Linked DNA regions of Mus musculus: region 1 is linked to region 2. Evidence: chromatin contacts called from public HiChIP or PLAC-seq data. All regions are on one chromosome and are shown on one strand. Each heading gives the region's core, a stretch centred on a gene start, on an enhancer-like site or on the middle of the called end of the contact. The rest is flanking DNA. Distances are from core to core; before and after follow the strand shown. Region 1 overlaps Abhd17c (abhydrolase domain containing 17C). Region 2 overlaps Il16 (interleukin 16).

What was found. HiChIP or PLAC-seq counts read pairs in DNA pulled down with a chosen protein or histone mark.
Region 1: a contact with region 2 is called in an H3K4me3 HiChIP or PLAC-seq map of pro-B cells, with 5 times the contacts expected there. The contact joins two enhancer-like sites. A contact is called at or near these places in 3 of 39 promoter capture datasets (the C10 cell line and pre-B cells) and 4 of 115 datasets of contacts at active chromatin or transcription factors (large pre-B cells, memory CD8 T cells, pro-B cells and 1 more).

The regions. Positions count from the first base shown.
Region 1 is chr7:84,114,329-84,117,028 of GRCm38.p6, reverse strand. It overlaps Abhd17c (abhydrolase domain containing 17C), which reads left to right. Exons shown (of 3, transcript NM_133722.2): 2 at 2,599-2,700. Among named protein-coding and RNA genes, the nearest start is that of Cemip, 29 kb to the right of the region's middle. Within about 2 kb of position 1,363, at least 28 of the 459 cell types and tissues checked have an H3K27ac peak or open chromatin away from gene starts, as enhancers often do. A contact at or near this core is called in memory CD8 T cells and pro-B cells, where this site is marked.
Region 2 is chr7:83,658,156-83,660,855 of GRCm38.p6, reverse strand. Il16 (interleukin 16) reads left to right here. Exons shown (of 19, transcript NM_001360087.1): 12 at 1-58. Among named protein-coding and RNA genes, the nearest start is that of Stard5, 27 kb to the right of the region's middle. Within about 2 kb of position 1,330, at least 149 of the 459 cell types and tissues checked have an H3K27ac peak or open chromatin away from gene starts, as enhancers often do. A contact at or near this core is called in memory CD8 T cells and pro-B cells, where this site is marked.

The DNA.
Region 1 (2,700 bases), core at 114-2,613, 460 kb before region 2:
TGAGAACTGTACAACCTGTTACCAGTTTGTTGTGTTGTTGGTTTTTTTTTTCCACAACTCTCATCTTGGTTTACTAGACATTTTCTTCCTTCTTCTCAAACTGATGGTGCCAGATAACTACTTAGCAGATGGATGCCAAGTGGCTTAACCTTTGGATACACTTGTGTGTCTCTACCTGGTGCCAAGATTTGTTTGCTTCTTGTGTTGGAGTTTTGGACCTCTCCTCTCCACACATGCACACTTCCCAGCTCCTCTGCTGACTGACTGACTGACTGACTGACTGACTCTGTGGTACTAGGTGCAGCAGCTGCCTCAGTTTTCCCTGAGCTCCTTCCATTTCCTTCTGTGAGTCTCCCTGCTGGCCTGCAACATAGTGTTGCCCCTTGACATTTAAACAAACAAAGCAAGCCCTTTTTCTTGAACTGCATCTTGATTTCTGTGTCCTCCGAGAGAATGGGCTCTGAGTCTTTACTTGTTTCCCAAAAGAAGCACCATAAATTCCCTTCTATTGCCTGAATGAGGTGTGAAAAAAGGGAAAATCATTGAATTTTACCAAAAGCTGAAAGTACACCATAATTCCCACGTCTGTCTGCTCGCTCACAGGGCCCAGTATGTTTACGTTTTAAAGGAGCACTGCATTATTTTTGTAGACTGCTTTTGTTGAACAATTTGTCTGATGTTAGCTTTTCTACAGTCACTATTTCTTGGTCTCATGTTTCATTAAAACTGACCTTTTTAGAAACTGGAGAGATGGCTCAGTGTTTCAGAATACGGGCTGCTCTTCCAGAGGATCTGGGTGCAGTCCCCAGCACCCACATGACTACTAACAACTGTCTAGACTCCAGTTTCAGAGAATCATAAGCTGGCAAATGTCCAGCTTAATGACCAACAAGATGGATACTGTAAGGACACGTCCTTGCTGCTCTGCACCCTGTGCAAGGGAGGCTTCTTCCCAGAGGGGACCTGCCCTGCCCCGTCATCACTGTCCTTCTTCCCAGAGGGGACCTGCCCTGCCCCGTCATCACTGTCCTTCTTCCCAGAGGGGACCTGCCCTGCCCCGTCATCACTGTCCTGACTTGAGGGCTGCAAGTATTTCGTTTTCAGTGTCCCATCAAGTTAACAATAACAATGTTGTTGTCAAGTGAAGAATATGCGGTAACATTTCATTTTGGGGGGGATTACACACTTTACCCATGGTATCATTAGTGTGGCCAGATAATGTCAGATTGCCAGATTGTTTCCCTAAATTTCTGTAGCAGATTATACTCCTTCAATAAGGTAACACACTCTGCTATTCAGTCTTGTCATCCACATTCCATTTCTCATTTCTGTGACAAGAGCAGCATGACACCTGGAGGAAGGCTGGGGTTATGTTGGCTTCCGGTCTGAAGACAGCAAGAGCAGGAAGTGTTGGGTCTGCAGTCAGGAAGGAGCAGAGAGCTGGGAGCTGATTCTCTCTTAACGCCTGCCTAGATTCTGGTCTTCCAAGACTCCAACCCATGGAACAGTGCCCTCTTCAGCTAGAACTGCTGCAGGACTTGCATGTGTTCAGAGATGCTAGGGTTTCCTCCAGACTCAGCCAAGATGACAGGGATGATTAAATGGCATACTCCCTTGAAGTTGTCAGTCTATAATTCTCCTCAGTCTTTTAGATATAAAATAATTATTCATTGCTCTCATGTGTATCTTCATGTGCTGTTGTGTATCTGTGTCTGCCATGTTGCACATGTGTCAGTCAGAGGACAATGTAGGGATAGAAATCAAGTTCTCAGCCTTGAGAATAAGCATTTTTATCCATTGAGCTAGCTCTGTCTGTCCATTGATATTTTTTGTAGGTTAATAAGGGGATGTATTTTGTGTCTGCCTCCTGATTTATTCTACCTCATCGGAGAGTGTAGCATTCTTTCACACCTTCACCTGACATCACTTCCCACCAACATGCAGGGAGGGGAGAAAGGCAAGCATACCTTTCAATGCAAAGCTACGCCTGCTGCTTGTTCACTAACATCTGCACTTGGCTGGAGCTGCCAGAAGGCTGGGAGTGCAGTCATGTTCTACATATGGTATTTACCCAACCGGAACCTTTACAGAGGCACATCAGGAGGCCACTGCTGAGTTGAAATCTTGGAAACATTTAGCCCCAAGAAGAGGCTAAAAACAATGTGATTGCTTTCAAATTAGCTATCTTTTAGTGAACTGTTCTATGATAAATGACAATGTCTTTCATATCATTAAATTTTCACTTGAAGAGCTGTTTGCCAAATCTTCTTTTACTTTGACTTCAAAAACATGATTATAAAAAGGAATATCAGGAAATGTAAAGACTGAGTAAAACCTTACATGAAGCTCATGAGTAGCCAGGGGCAAAGTCATGGCCATAGTTTTACAAATGTGGAAGTCAGATTTGTAGTCATTTAATTCTGAAATAGGCCTCTGTTTGATCTTATAAAATTAATGTTCACTTCATGCTAAAATATACAAGATAGATGGTAGCAGTTTTAAGCTAATTCATGTTGGAGTTTTGTAGGCTTGAAGTACCGTTGTGCTCCCCCTACACACACTCGTTAGCTAATGCTGTGTTACCTCTGCTTTCTTCAGGTATGGCGTGAGTCCTGAGAACATCATCCTCTATGGACAGAGCATTGGCACTGTCCCCACTGTGGACCTGGCCTCGCGGTACGAGTGTGCAGCCGTCATCCT
Region 2 (2,700 bases), core at 81-2,580:
GGAGGAGAAAGAGAAGGTCACAGACCCTTCTGGGCACACCTTGCCCACCTGCAGCCAGGTAGGAGGGTGTGCTCAGTGGGACGTGTGTCCCCTGCAACATGCAAAGCTGCTGCCCTTGAGCATTAGAAATGTCTGCAGGCTTCCTGTACTCTGGCATAGAGAAGCACTCTCTTTAAGCTCACTGTGCAGAGACATATGAAGCTTCGCAGAACCAAACCGGAAGTTCCGGGCCTGCCAACTGTTGGCAGTAACACTCGCGGGTCACATGGCTCACGCGCTGGTGTATCAGCAGCAGGGTTACTTTGTGGTGGGGAGGCTGAGTCCAGGAATCTGAGATGCTCTGCTAACCACAAGTAGTCACCCCAATAGCTAAAGCAGAGGGAGAATGATTGCTTGTGGGAGTACAAGATGTTCGCGAGAAATTAACTTTGCCTTCTGGAGGTGGGGAGACTCGGAAACCATCCTCTCTAAGTCTAGGTGTCCTTAGCTGCTACTTTGGGCTTTTTGAGTGGCTCCCTCTACAGGCTGTTGTGAGACTTAGATCTTCCCTTCCGTATATTGAAGACTCCAGCACCATAACTTCTCTTGGAGCTTCTTCCTCTAGCTTTACACCCAAAGGATGGTAGGTAGACAGGAAGGCAGCTGCTGAAACTTGAGCCCTTTCAACAAAGGACACTGTTTTAGGGTTTCTATTACTGTGAAGAGCCACCAAGACCATGGCAACTCTTATAAAGGACGTTTAATTGGACTTACAATTTCAGAGGTTTAATCTATTACTGTCATTGTGGAAAACATGACATCAGGTAGGCAGACATGGTTCTGGAGGGGCTTTGTTTTACATCTTGATCTACAGGCAGAAGGAGACTGCCACACTGGGCATAGCTTGAGCATATAAGACCTCAAAGCCCGCCTCCACAGTGACATACTTCCTCCAACAAAGCCACAACTACTCTAACAAAGCCACACTCCCTACTAGTGCCAGTGCCTATTGGCCAAGCACTTAAACACACAACTCTATGAGGGCTGTCCCTACTCAAACCACCATAGGCATTATGCTAGATATGTTCACGCACGTTGTTTTAGTTCATCCTTCCCCGGGTCTGAGGGTGAGATTCCCAGTTTCACAGAAGAAGAACTTACTTAAGTTTGTGTTGCTGAGGCGTGCAGTGAAGGCTGCTAGGGGTGAAGTAAGGCCTCTGGAAATCCCCTAGAAGAAAGCAGGAGATTTGTCAAACTGCCCATTGACAAGCTTCAGTGAGGTGGATGGGGAAGGAAATTCTTGAGTTCCTTGGTGAAGACACAGTGAAGGAGGAGCTGTGTTACCAAACAGGAAGTACAGACTTTCAGGCAGCTGAACGTGCCGGGCTGACTAGCAACCAGAGAGGGCGGGGTATCCTGTGAATGTGTTTCCCTGACTCCCCCTTCAGCAAACACTTCATTTGGATCTGAGGCAGAATCTAGAAGGCAAACCAGAAGGAAATGTTGAAAGGGTAGACATTTTGCTTTCCTCCTGCAGACCCAGGAAAGGAGAACAGGTGCCTTGATGAATCTCTTTGGCTTCCTGATTGGGTGGGGCCACATGTCGGGCAAGGAGCATTGCCAAGTAAGACAGCCAGGGGAGGAAGCAGGTGTTCTGTAGGGAAGGCCAGGCAAGGAGCCAAGGTATTTAAGACAGCACACAGACAAATATAAACACATGTATGTGCGAGCATGTGCACTCTCTCTCTCTCTCTCTCTCTCTCTCTCTCTCTCTCTCTCTCTCTCTCTCTCTCTCTCTATCTCTCTCTCTGATTTCTCTGTTCAGCATCCCACATCTTGAGCAATCTGCCCTGCCTTTGGCTTCCTTCCCTGTTCACACCAGCAATATGGTCCACACTAACACAAAGGCCGTTCTGTGGCTGCTCTTTTGTCCTCTCTGCATCATCCCACATGGCCAGTAGACCCTTCTGTAACTTATTCACTCAACCAACAGAGCATTGTTGTGCTGGCAGAGAGATCACAAAGACAGGCTTCTAGTCTGACAGAAAACAGGAAGCAGTTGACCTTCTACACCATTCTTAACAGCCTTGGCCACTCCCAGACCTTTCTCAATGGATCTTATTGCCTGTGATTCCATTTTCAACCCTTCTTCTCTCTCCCTTTTCTCCCTCTTCCCTTCTTTTTTCCTACCTTCTTCTCTTGTTTCTGTCTGTAGTCTTTTCTCTCTAGGGTCCTAAGACCCTTCTCAAGCAGATATGTACGACAGGTTACATTTAATGTAACTGAAGGTAACCCAATTTCCTGTACCCAAATGACCTTCAAGATACTTCCCATGAACCTGGAGAGATGACTCAGGATCACTGGCTGCTCTTCTAAAAGATCCAAGCTCCATTCCCGCACTTACACGGAGGCTAGTAATCACCGGTAACTCCAGTTCCTGTGGATCTGATGCCCAATCCGGCCTCTGTGGGAGCTCTGTGGGCACCCACACTGTCTTAAAATACCACTCACATTTAAGAAAATGATTTTGTATTCTCTGATTAGTCCCCATCTCTCATCCTCTTGCCTTACCTCCTCCCTCTCCCCTCATTCACCAAGTGCTGAGCCAGGGAACATTTGCCTGAATAAATTTTGTGTAGAAATCAAATTAAGTTTGGGATTAATTTAAAAGACCTTTTCCAAAGATAATGCAACGTAAGAGGTGTTGATTAAAAGGTAAAA